Regions from separate parts of the Mus musculus genome. Here all the other regions are linked to region 3. A link is a contact called in public Hi-C and promoter capture Hi-C data. All regions are on one chromosome and are shown on one strand. The core of a region is the stretch at or near the end of the contact, and the rest is flanking DNA. Distances in the headings are between cores, read along the strand shown. Region 1 has its middle 34 kb from the start of Ccnt2. Region 2 holds the start of Ccnt2 (cyclin T2). Region 3 holds the start of Mcm6 (minichromosome maintenance complex component 6). Region 4 has its middle 110 kb from the start of Gm23056.

The links. Promoter capture Hi-C pulls out the DNA fragments that hold promoters and counts their contacts. Hi-C and Micro-C count contacts between places; a contact is called where the count stands out from the background.
Region 1: a promoter capture Hi-C map of liver shows a contact between it and region 3, with 2.9 times the contacts expected there. The contact joins the enhancer-like site here to the promoter of Mcm6 in region 3. A contact is called at or near these places in 11 of 39 promoter capture datasets (the 3T3-L1 cell line, 3T3-L1-derived adipocytes, the C10 cell line and 6 more), 1 of 484 Hi-C or Micro-C datasets (CD4 T cells), 4 of 115 datasets of contacts at active chromatin or transcription factors (the 230-238 cell line, the SCID.adh cell line, astrocytes and 1 more) and 2 of 9 other capture datasets (adipose tissue and liver).
Region 2: a Hi-C map of CD8 T cells shows a contact between it and region 3, with 2.7 times the contacts expected there. The contact joins the promoter of Ccnt2 here to the promoter of Mcm6 in region 3. A contact is called at or near these places in 11 of 39 promoter capture datasets (the 3T3-L1 cell line, 3T3-L1-derived adipocytes, the C10 cell line and 9 more), 4 of 484 Hi-C or Micro-C datasets (CD8 T cells, muscle stem cells, pre-B cells and 1 more), 6 of 115 datasets of contacts at active chromatin or transcription factors (double positive thymocytes, embryonic stem cells, extraembryonic endoderm stem cells and 1 more) and 3 of 9 other capture datasets (adipose tissue, liver and macrophages).
Region 4: a Hi-C map of cerebellum shows a contact between it and region 3, with 3 times the contacts expected there. The contact joins the enhancer-like site here to the promoter of Mcm6 in region 3. A contact is called at or near these places in 1 of 39 promoter capture datasets (hippocampal neurons), 5 of 484 Hi-C or Micro-C datasets (cerebellar granule neurons, cerebellum, cortical neurons and 1 more) and 2 of 115 datasets of contacts at active chromatin or transcription factors (astrocytes and large pre-B cells).

The regions. Positions count from the first base shown.
Region 1 is chr1:127,806,452-127,809,448 of GRCm38.p6, reverse strand. No RefSeq gene overlaps it. Among named protein-coding and RNA genes, the nearest start is that of Ccnt2, 34 kb to the right of the region's middle. Within about 2 kb of position 1,693, at least 6 of the 459 cell types and tissues checked have an H3K27ac peak or open chromatin away from gene starts, as enhancers often do.
Region 2 is chr1:127,772,910-127,776,180 of GRCm38.p6, reverse strand. It overlaps Ccnt2 (cyclin T2), which reads right to left and starts at 2,017. Exons shown (of 9, transcript NM_028399.1): 1 at 1,796-2,017; 2 at 999-1,080. The coding sequence starts at 1,953. It overlaps 2900009J06Rik (RIKEN cDNA 2900009J06 gene), which reads left to right and starts at 2,127. Exons shown (of 2, transcript NR_045298.1): 1 at 2,127-2,253.
Region 3 is chr1:128,358,076-128,361,070 of GRCm38.p6, reverse strand. It overlaps Mcm6 (minichromosome maintenance complex component 6), which reads left to right and starts at 1,366. Exons shown (of 17, transcript NM_008567.2): 1 at 1,366-1,612. The coding sequence starts at 1,506.
Region 4 is chr1:128,998,977-129,002,015 of GRCm38.p6, reverse strand. No RefSeq gene overlaps it. Among named protein-coding and RNA genes, the nearest start is that of Gm23056, 110 kb to the right of the region's middle. Within about 2 kb of position 1,700, at least 3 of the 459 cell types and tissues checked have an H3K27ac peak or open chromatin away from gene starts, as enhancers often do. A contact at or near this core is called in cerebellum, where this site is marked.

The DNA.
Region 1 (2,997 bases), core at 444-2,943, 550 kb after region 3:
AGAGTTGTAAACTTTAAGCCAACAAAGTCTATGCCTAATCAGTACTCCACAGCACCACTTTATTTAGTTCTTTTTGCTGCTGTCAGCACATCCCAGATTATGAAATGTGGTGGTTAAATTCATCTGTAAAGAAAGGTCAGTGAGATGGCTCAGCAGGTGCAGTTGCTTGCCACACTGCCTGCATGGTGGACAGAATCTCCACCTCTGTAAGGGTGTGGTGGCAGCCGCCCTCCTCCCCCACAAACCCCCAAATAAACAGAACAAAATAGAAGAGCTGTCTTTAGAGACTGGCTTGAAAGCTTAAAGCAGACCTGGAAAGGTTTAAAATAAGCTTCTTTTAGACTGGAGGCCAAGGATAACTATGCATAAGAAAAGAGGATGGCTTAAAAAAATGTTTTTCTGTATAAAACCCTGGCTATATTTTCTGTATAAAGCCCTGGCTATTCTGGAACTCACTTTATAGATCAGGCCTCAAACAGAGATTCACCTGCCTCCGGAGTCCTGGGAGGGACTAAAGGTGTGCACCACCACACACACCCAGCCAAGTGGATGCCTTTTTATTGAGATAGGCCAAAGGTGGGGTGCTTGAGCAACCTGTACCCAGCCCTACTCAATTCCCAGTATTAAGAATTGATTTCACGAGCCGGGCATGTTGGCGCACGCCTTTAATCCCAGCACTCAGGAGGCAGAGGCAGGCAGATTTTCTGAGTTCGAGGCCAGCCCGGTCTACAAAGTGAGTTCCAGGACAGCCAGAGCTATACAGAGAAACCCTGTCTTGAAAAACCAAAGGAAAAAAAAAAAAAGAAAAAAAAATTGATTTCATATGTCAATGCTAATACAAATTTGTGAGACACACACACATATATATGCTTAAAAAATACATTTTACTATAAAGTGCATAAAATCTACTCTACTTTGTATACTATAACATATACATTATATGTATTTACTAAGCAAACTTCCTAATCCTACTTTATTAAAATCATGAATAGCTTTCATTCTCTTTCAAGTGGAAAGCACTGGAAAACTGGTGAGTATTTAATAAATATTTAAAAGGCAGAGTAAGTCAGATGTAGTGCTGCGTATCTGCACTTGGGGAAGCTGGTTACTAGCTCAAGGCCAGTTCCAAGTGAATTCGAGGCCCACCAGCCTGGGCTACACATTAAAAAAAAAAAAAAAAAAAAGAAGAAGAAAAAAAAAAGGCACAAAATCCCCACCTTTCTCTGTGGTTATTATTGTCAGGTTGAAGTAACATTATAAAGTAAAGCACTGATTCCAGTTGAATCCTTCCTAGAAAAGATAAAAATTAAATCACGGCGGACTTCCCACTTTCCCAAGACCTGTTATTTTGGATTCACATAAACTTAAAACATGTTTCAGCCTTGGATTTGGTTGTCAATAAACAAACTTTATTAATATTCCTTATGTAACGAGAAGCTGAAATTCAATGGCTAATTCATGCCAATATACACATTTTCTTGTTTCATTCAATTATCCACAAGGATTTTTGAGTGTTCAAATTCCACCGTTCATAACAGAATGGTACTCCAGGGACGTTTTCCTAATCAAGAGAAGCTACTTACTACCGGACAGAGCAGGTTACACAAACTACTAAGTCAACTTGTGGGCTGGAGGATTTTAAGTGAGGCTTCCTCTCCAAACTTGAAAACAAAACAAACTACGGAGTTCCCAGATTGACTTGAGATTACGGAATTGCAGTGAAGGATGATGTCAGTTTACACAACTAGAGCTGCTCCGCCATGAAGCACACCTCGAGAAACATACCAGGCAGGAGAGATGGTTATAAACCAGAAAAGGGGACTCACAAAGCACACTTCAAAAACTGAAATAATGGAACACACTCAGAGCTCGTAGTACCAAGATCACCGACTAAGAAGTTTCCCACGAGCACCTGACTTGGCTTCTGTCTAGGCCAAAGCTGCCCTCCAAGTGTCGGTTGGCCTGCATTAATTACAGCTGTGCCTGCACACTTGTCTCAACATCAAGTACTGAGGGAAAACGGGAATGCACTCTGCCTCTGGTCAGTACAGATGTTTCAACCTGCCTACCTCAAACCAACAGGCATGGAATTAAACCCAATCAACTCCCGGTCTTCTAGTGTGGGCTTGGCTGCCTCTTCTCCTGTGAAAATGTGGTGAGTGGGTTCTACTGCCTCCTGGGAAACGCTCCTGCAGGGGAAACTGCTGAGTCTAGAGAAGTGAAGTCAAGGGTCCTTGGTTACTAAGAGCTTCTAGATTTTTCTCAGCAAAAAAATCCTCAGAATCTTCTGGCAAATTACATCTAAGTTTTAAGTACTTGTTGCTTATATAAGATTGAGAACAAGTTAAGAATCACGGATCCAGGCACCGGTGGAGACAGGAGAATTAATTACAGTCAGCCCTTTTCCTTGTTATAGAGGAAGACCATGTCTCATCTCAAAGATTCCAAACCAGAGACTTTTTCTGAGAAGTTATCAAAATAAGCCATCTCCATAATGCAGGAGCCTTAAGTCATCCAACCAACAAATCATGTTGCACCCATGCACTAAATAGGCAGCGGCTTATATAATGCAAATAAAATCAGAATTTAAATCGTAAGAAAATACACTTTCTTGAAACATCTTAAGGCAAGGTATTTGGTGACTAATGACATTTCAAACTGGTTCTCTAAAGTAAATCCTAACCTGTTCTGTTTTTACTTCATAGGGAACAGATAGGTCCAAATGTTTGGGAGTTCTGTATAATTACTATCTGTTGGCACAAAGTGTGCGCTCACGAAACCACCCAGTACCACACGAGACATCTTTAAAGCTGAGTACTTAGTGCTCTGAAGCGTACCCAGGACTGGCACTATAGCCTTCACTGCTACTCCATAGGAGACATGTGGGGCCTTATCTACCAGTGGGCACTGGCACTGAGTTTGTAATGCAGGCCTCCAGAAGGCTCCCACAAAACAAACACTCCTCTGCTTTGGTTCTGAAGACAGCTTGTGTTAGTA
Region 2 (3,271 bases), core at 768-3,267, 590 kb after region 3:
TGATACAAAATAATCCAGAAAGAGCAAGACTCAAAACAGATTAAAACAGATTAAAAGAACAGGGACTGCAAAACCCACAGTTATAAAAAAACAAAAAAAAAAAACAAAAACAAACCACTGTCTCAGACAAAAACAACTTGCAAATTTGATAAACCAGGTTAGACTTAAGATCAACTGAATTTAAAGCAGGAATTAATCTAAACTATAACATTTCTGCCATTTCAAAAGCAAAAAATGTAAGAAACTTTTCTAAAACTGTTTCCTTAGCAATTGGGAGCCTAAACTCCACAAACTATCCACAAAGAACATTAAGTCCTTACATGGCCTAGTCCTACATGTGCCTTTCAGAATAACACTATAAAAATTCTAATAAAAGGCAAATTATAAAGAGAAATTAAAGTATTACTTCAAAGCAAGACTCAATTCATACCATTTGAAACAAAGAACCCTACACAATTAAATGTATCCTTCCCAAGGACTACACTTGCCCAAACAAACTATTCTGTTTTGAGTACTTAAATTATTCTAATATAAATCACCCCAACTGCAAATTTTACATGAGCAAAACACTATCGCTTTTTGAGTTAAGAAACATTTTGTTTGTTTCTCCGCCAGGCTTGGTGGCACATTACTTAATCCCAAGCACTGGGGAGTCAGAGGTAGTAGATATCTCTTTTGAGTTCAAGGCCAGCCTGGTCTACATATTTAGGTCCAGGACAGCCAGACTTACAAGTGAGACCCTGTCTCAAAACAAAACAACACCCCCCTCCCCAACAAATCCAACAACAAAAGGCTAACACTGTGCTTTACAGCTTAATTAATAAAATTCTCTCTCACACACACTCCTCTGCACGAGGCAAAACGTTTATTGCATAACTCACATTTATAGTAAACGTAGAACGCTCAATTTATAAGTAAAAACAACGATCAACTAACTTGTTTTCGCATTATCTACTCATTTTAACATTCGGCGTCTAAAACAATAAAACAGTACTTACATTTCTGTTGAATTTGGTGAAGGAATGGTGCATATAAAACCTGTGCATATAAACAATCGCAGTGTTTATTGTAAGCTGAGAGCTGGGATGCAACGTTTAGAAAATAATCTAAGCAAAATGTTTCCAAAAACTAAATCAATTTGAATGGAAAAATCCCCTTTCCATTTACTCAAATCCAATCCTCAACCTGAAAGTATGCAGAAAGTCTGCGGGGAGAAGAGAAATCAGTCTGGATGCCAAATTATTCTAATACGCTACGTAGGGAGAGCCCAGGAATTATTTGCAATTAGGTTACAGCTTAGTACAGTAGAAATAAAGTAGTCGAAAGGCGCGCGCCACACACCCAAAGAACATGAAACATCTACGTGCGTTCCCCCGGCGCAACAGAGCCGCCCTGGAGCCGGCACGGAAGCCTCGGAAAACACTTTCCGTGGAACATCTGCGACCTCTCTACGTCTCAAGGCCTTTTCTGACTTCCGAAAGTGGAAGGGGCCGCCCCTTGGCTTTGCTCATCCCGGATTCCTCCTCTCTCGCCAGGGAAGCACTGCTATTCCCTCCCGCATCACGCGCTCCCAAACACAGGTTATACAACGCGGGCTCCCGGCCCGCCTTCCCCGGCACATCTCCTCTTTCTCCGGCTCGCCACGGCAGCTCGGGCCCTAGCTTTCTCTGTGTCTTTCCCGAGATCAAAAGACGGCAAAGGGAGCGGCGCCATGTTCCCGGGACACTAGGCCCGGTCACCCGGCGAGCGCGACCAGGGCGTGTGGGACGCAGGGCCGCAACTAGAAAAAGGATACACATTGAGACGTTGCCCCATGTCCTGGATGAGGTTGGCCGCCTGCTGGCGATGCGACAGCTCTTCATCCGCTTCCACTCCGCAGCGGCGGCTCGGCGTGTTCTCCAGCTGTTCCCGAGTAAAGAACCAGCGAGAAGAAGCTCCACGGCCCGACGCCATGACACTTCCTCCTCCGCCCGCGCCCTGAGCCCGCCCCCTCCCCGCCTGCCTCCGGGACTCCGCGCCAATGTGTCGAGGCCCCGCCCCAATGTGCTCTCCGTAGGGTGGGCCACGCCTTTTCCGGGCCTGCTGCTACCCACGCGCACGCGCAGGGACCCGCCCTGCCGGCTCGCGCTGGTCTTTTGCTTTCTCTTTCCGGCCTCCCTCCCCTTTCTCTCTCTCGGACCCGCGGGACCACAATGCTCTGCGCCTCTTGTCATTGGGAGACGCCGTAAAGTGGGGGTCACTCGGAAAGAAAAGGTCGACGCGGTGCATGCTGGATCTGGGAGGGGCTAAGGGGAAGGGGCGGGGCGAACAGGGAAGAGGTCCTGAGGCTGCCTAATAGGGCTTGGACGTTAGCTTTCAACTAAACGGTTTATTTTGTGGTCTGTGAGTTTGCGGGTGCGTTAAAGTCAGAAAAGGCTTTTCTAGTCTCGGCTTCGTGCTGTAGCTTCCATTTTCTTACATGTTGGTGGGTGTATTTTCTTAGCTTTGTTGACTCCTGTGTCCACGAATGGCTACCCTCCGGAGGAGTTAGCTAGGAAAGAACGCTAATTCTAGCAGTGAACTAACAGTGTCTTCTGGGTTTTTTGGTTTTGTTTTTTAAATCGCTAGTAGATGTTGGGGAGCATGCGCCTTTAAAACGTTACTTTAAACCTAAAGCCACTCAAGGGGTATGGGTTGTTTTAAAACGATGTGCCATGTGTCCCAGACTGGCTTTGTGTTCACTCTTGTAGCCAAGAATGACCTTGGATTTACTGTCCTCTTGCTTCCCCCTCGGAAGTGCTGGGATTACAAGGCCAGTGGCATCACTCTGCAGATATCTTTCTTATTAAGTTACCTGTCAAACAATATGAAGTTAATAATTGGAGGTCATGACTCTCTAGGCCTTCCATCCAGATGGGGTGTATGGTTTTGAAGGTCTGTGTGGTTTCTGCGGGTTGAGATTGGGGGATGGTTGGGGAGAAGCAGAACGCTGTAACTCAGGTTGTCCAGAAACAAAGTGCAGGGATTATAGGCTGGTGTGCCGCATCTTGGTTGAAGTGCTGGAGCAGAGGGCCTTAGGCATACTAGGCCAACAGTCTAACAAATGAGTGCAAGAGAAGCTAAGAAAAAAATTGTTTAGGATTTTATAAAGTAAGGTCTCTTATAACTGATGATTTATTTCCATCTTTTTGTAAGGAAGCACCACTCATTTGTTTACATGTTATCTGCCTCTGAGTTAATGCCTATTGTATATGACCAAATTACACTTTAGTTTTTAAGTATTTTCTGAAGA
Region 3 (2,995 bases), core at 117-2,616:
AGAAAAGAAATACTCTCTCTAAAAATAAAAAGGCCCATCCAATATCTGGGCCACACCTGGTGACAGCATACCTAAAATGACACAGAAGGAAGCCTTTTGTGCGTTTGCCTGCCTGTCCTCACTCTCACTGGCAAGTCCATCTATCATCCTGCTGCTGAGGCAGCAATTAATGTATTAGAACCTGTTTCTTCAGGACTCCCAACATTTAATGAAAACCTGCTAAGACATCCAGCCTTGTGGGCTGAACCACCATCTGCTTGGCGTTTTTATTGGAAGACAGCCACTGTTGAGCTAGCCAGACAACAGCCTGTATGCTAAACTTAGTAAATCCTGTGTGTGTGTCTTTATCAGTTTTGTTTCTCTAGAAAGCCCCAGGATTCTCACTCAGTGAAGGCTACATTTGGAGTTGGCAAAGGAGGGAGGGATTTGAGGCTTCAAGTCTTCAACACCTTCAATTGCAGATCTCTATAGTATATTTCCTAATAGATTATAAAAGTATTAATTTTATATACTCTGCCTGGCATTAAATTTTTAACATCCAGTAAGCCTCGAAAAAGTGACTTATTTATTCTGGTCCAGGTTTACTGTGTCCTGGAAGCCCAGGATAAAAGTGCTGGTGGTGAAACAAGTTATCAGCACTAAGCTATCAAAGTCGAGGAGGGACTGGCAATGTGGATCATTTACTAGCAAGGTAGTCCTTGTTCTACACTCAGAAGGCTTTAGGTTCAGTCCCAGCACCACGTGAACCCAGAATTCAAGGCCAGCCTGGGCTATGTGAGACCCTCTCAGTTTAAAAAAGAAAAGAAAGTCAAATGGTATGCAGATTGTCAGAATATATCTATCTCTGTCTTTTTAAGTGTATGTGTATGCACATGTGTTCTTAGAAGTCAGAAGAGGGTATCAAAGTCGCTAAGCTGGAGTTAAAGGTGGTGACTGTCTCATGTAGCTGCTAAGAAACAAGCTTGGGTCCGCTGCGGAATGAGTTACTCTCTAAGCCTTTGCTCCTGTCCTCCACCTGACTTTTAAGGGGCTCTCTCCTGTAGTTTGGTTTGCTCATACCTTACTTCCTCCAGATGCACAATTCACAGTAGGTTTAACCCTGAGTGACCAAAAACAAAACAAAAAAACCCAAAAAAGTCTATACATAAACTCTGGGGGTAAAGGGAGAGAGGGAGGGGTTAGCTCCTCAAGCCAAAACAACCAGAGGGTGGGTGCGACTACATTGCGCATGGGCAAAAGCTTCATGGCGTATGCTTTTGGCGCGAAAAGTGCGTGCGGTGGGCGGGGCTCTGTACGGAACCGCCATTGATTGGACGGGTTTGGCGCGAAGTAGCTCAGCTCCTACCCTGTTATTGGCTGAGGTGAGAGGGCGGGGCTAGCCGGAGGCGCGCGCGAAGTGGCAGCGCGGAAGGAGCTACGCGTGGAACCTGCGGCCGGGCTATCTGCAGCTGCGGACTCTCCTCCGCGGTGGTCTTCCCTCAGCAGCGCGTACTCTCGGCGCCGCCATGGACCTCGCAGCGGCCGCGGAGCCCGGCGCCGGAAGCCAGCACCCGGAGGTGCGCGACGAGGTGGCCGAGAAATGCCAGAAGCTGTTCCTAGACTTCCTGGAAGAGTGAGTGGCCTCCGGGGGCTCGCGGGCCGGGCGGAGACCGGGGCCATGTGTGCTCCGGAAGGGATGGGCCCCGGCCCGGCGGGAATCCGAAGCCTCCTCGACTCCTTTCTTCACCGCAGCGCTCCCTTGTGTCATACTGTGCTGCTTTTTCATTACGTTTCTAAAACAGGGTTTCGAACTCGCTGTGTAGCCAAAGATGATTTTGAACTTGTAATCCTCCAGCCTCCGCTTAGCTTGTGCTGGAATGACAGATGTGCACCGCCATGACTAGTTGGGGCGATGCTGGGAATGAATCCCAGCAGGACTCACGTCGCAACCCAGTGAGGCCAGAGTTTGGTTTTTTGGGAGGTGGGGGGGGGGGGGGGGGGCGTTACCTCTTGAGTAGGGTTGGGCACACAGCCCAGAACCAGGAGCTTGCAATGCAAGCAAACCTGGGCCAGCTCGTTCTAACAGGAATCTATGGCTTGATGACTGTTCAGTGAAATGAGTTCTGCCCTATATAATGAAAGAATTGTTCTAGACATCTAGCTGCCTCCTTCCCATCCCTCCCTCCGCTTCTAGCACCTAGCAGCAACCACATACCAGTGTGCTCCTTACTCTTCCGCCTCCAATAGTAAACAATTCTTTTCTTTTTCTTTTTAAAGATTATGTCAGTATATAACAAAAACTTAAGAGTTTTGACCTTTTGGGAGTGTACAACAAGCATCTTGAGGTGCATTCAACTTGTACAATGATCCCTGTTTGAAACTCTTCCAACTCTACCTACTAAATAGTTAGAGCCTCTCTAACTCTCCTAGCCTCCTGACACCTGCCACACTTCTAACATTGAACTGGATCACTATAGGTGCCTCCGATAAGTGTGTGTGGCTAATTTTGCTAGACATGCAGCTTATTGTAATCAAGGGTTTGCCTTTTAAGGCAGAATAAAATGACATGGCACGCGTATACTGGTTACCACATATTGCTGATCTAGTCGTCCTTTTGGCTCTACAGCTATCTTTTGAAGTTCTGCTATACTTAAAACTGTAAGCAGGCCAGTGTTGGGCACAAGCCAGCGGTAGACGGATCCTATGAGTTCAAGGCCAGCCTGGTCTACAAAGTGAGTTCCAGGACAGAGCTCAGGGCTACATAGAAAGTCTGGTGCTGAAAAACAAAACAAACAAAAATAACCCTCTGGAATTTAAATTCTATGTTCCAACCTTTGTAATGTTTTTGGCAGTCGGTACAGCTGCTTGTCCTTCAAAACCCAAGTCTCCTTTTGATTAAAGTCTGTGTAAACCAGCAGTTCTCAACATGTAGATCAGGATCCCTTGGGGCACATACCAGATCCATATGCACAGTATGGTCCATAACAGCAAAATTAGTTATGAAGTAGCAATGAGA
Region 4 (3,039 bases), core at 451-2,950, 640 kb before region 3:
CACTGCACAAGCATAAGAAACCTGCATTTGAATCTATAGCATTCACATAATAAGCTGGGTGTGGCCATACATGCACCTCTTATCCCAGCACTGTTGGGAGTAGAGACTGGAAACTCTGGGGCTTGCTAGATGTCAGTCTAGCTCCAGGTTCAGTGATGCTTGCTTCCTCTGGCCTCCAGGGCATGCATCTCTCTACTGCTCCCCCTCCCTCTTCCCCTCCCCCTTCCCCTCCCTCTCCCTCACTTCCTCTCCCCTTCCCCCTCCCCCTCTCCCTCTCCCTCTCTCTCTCTCTCTCCCTCTACCTCTCTCTCTCTCCCCTCCCCCTCCCCCCCTCTCTCTCACACACACACACACACACACACACACTTGGTCTCTAATATCTTCCCATGACCCATAACTTTCTTCTTAAGTCACGAATTCCAACTTAACCACAAAACAGAACAGAACCTAAGTGCCTCCTGGTCACAGGCTTCAAACAGGCATTTTCTCCCACCAGAGCATAAATGGTCTCCTGTGGGAGGTAGCTTGGGGTTCCCTCCATCTCTACATGTACTCTCACCAATTATACACACACACACACACACACACACACACACACACACACACACACACTCAATGCCAGATAGTCCCACTATGTTCATGTCAGTACTAGAGAAGAACTTAAACAGAAGAGGAATTACATATATACATGCTTCCATTCTAAAACATCTATTTAGAACTCCTTTACAAAGTCCTTAATGTAGCCCACGGTAACCATGATGTCAAGCTGCATTTCATGAAGTCTTCACTTGGGAGCCTGTAGCACAAGACTGAGATCTTTGTTTGGAGACTTTTAGTTTGCTAGGCTGACATAACAATATCCCCATAGAACATTATCTACCTATTCTGAAGGCTACAAGTCTAAGATTTAAGTATCCATGGAATTGGCTTCTTCAGAGGTCTTTTTCTTAAATCTAAATGGTTGCTTTCATGTAGTGTGTGTGTGTGTGTGTGTGTGTGTGTGTGTGTGTGTGTGTATGTATACAAGCCAGGGGTCAACTTCAGGTGAACCCATCCACCTTATGTTGAGACATAGCCTTTGTCTTTTTACTTGCATCTCACCAAACTGGGTACTGTTATTGACCAGGAAGCCTCAAGAAATCTTCAAGTCTCTACCTCCTCAGAGCTAAGATTTAAAACCCTGTTTTTTAAAAAAAAATCTGGGCTACAAGGGATCCAACTCTGATTCTCATGAAGGGGCAAACGAGAACACAGGCTGGGAGACAGACAAGACTGTATAAGCATGGGGAGAGAACAATCAAGAGCTGGGTTATGATCACTGGGTCATTTAGAAGTAGGACAGTGCCCAGTGTCCTAATCATAACCAACCCAATACACTAGAAAGATCCTGTGCCCAAATATAATTGCATCTTGAGGAAATGGTGCTCCAGTACGTAAACCAGGCAGAACTAATTGAGCTCCAGCCAGGTCCTGCAGTACAGTTTGACAGCTGAGTCTCACAAGGACATTCTACATGGTTAGAATCTATGTGCTCTTTTCTACCTTGGAGATGCACAGTGACAGGCATGGAGAGCTACCACCCAGGAGAAGAAGCACAGATATCTACAAAAGAAACACAGGGGCTTGATGGAGACACTGGGGAAAGTCTGGCCTCTGGCAGAGTATTTATGGAAGTTGGCAGCTCGGCTCCTTTTGAAGAAGCAGATGGAAGGTGCCAACGCCTGTAGAGGAAGCACTGAGAAGAACTGTAGAGTTCCTGTATGCCTTGGATGGGAAAGCCAGCCAGAAAAGCAAACAAGAAATGAAAGTAAATCTGAGGGTGATGATTAATATTGATTTGCCCCTTGACAGGATCTATAGGCACATAGGAGACAAACTTCTGGGCATATCTGTGAGGCAGTTTCTAGTCTGGGTTGACTGGATCAGGAAGATCTACAACATTGTGGGAAGCCCCACCCCATAGGAGTGGATCCTGACCAGAGGAAAACCTTGGAAGCTGAGCTGAGCACCGGCATCTCTCCACTTCCTGACTGTGAATGCAGTGTGACCAGCTGCCTCAAGCTAGTGACTTCCCCACAGGGAGGGCGTGGCCCCGTGAGGCTGTGAGGAGGATATGCCTTTCCTTCCTTAAGGTCATTTTCTCAGGAATTTTGACCCAGTGTGGGGAAAGTAATTGATTCAATGAAGATCCTGAATGGAAACCTGAAATTAGCATGAAAGCCATGGCAGTTAGGGTGGCCACATTGGTGAGGCCTGTGGCATCTTAGGCCATTGCTGGAGTGGTAGTGACATTGTAAATAGCTCTTTAGAGACTTCTGGAGTATAGGGCTTCTGACTATGTCCTCTGCCCCATGGTCAGGCTCTGTGTGGTTTGGATTACTGTATTGTATTCATTCAGGAGCTTGGAAAGACTGAAACAGCCCATTAAAACAAAATGACACGAATTCCACAAGTGAGAATCTGTTTTTAATGTGAACTGGTTGCTGATATTTTTACACAAGGAACTTGCATATAAAATCTACAGTTCCATTTCTCTAGAGAAATGTGAAGAACTTATAACGAAGCATGGCAGTGGTTGGCCAGAGCTAAGGCACCATCTCTTTGCGGGGAATCACATGTTCTCCATCCCACCATCCTCCTTCCTCATTTAAGTTCCTGCATGGGACAGCAGAAATTTTAGCCCTGGGTCCCTAAGCTCTGCACTTAATGCACCGAATTGTGGGAACCCTGTGGGGTGGTATCTGGTTTAACATTTATCACCATAGTGGCAGATGATACAATTGTCAACCCTGCCATTGTTGAGGATCTGTTGTCACTGAAGATTCCATGTGATATAATTCCCACTGTGGGAGACAAGATATGCACAGATCTTCATTGCAGAAGCCTAAAAGCAGTGGGAAGATTGGCATCCATTCATTTTGTAAGACACTGCAAAATTTTGAGATGACAGTGATTGATGGGATACGGGAGCAGAGGTTCCATAAAGAGGATAGGGGATCATAAACAGGAGTTTTATTGCTCATTGTCACACAGGGTATG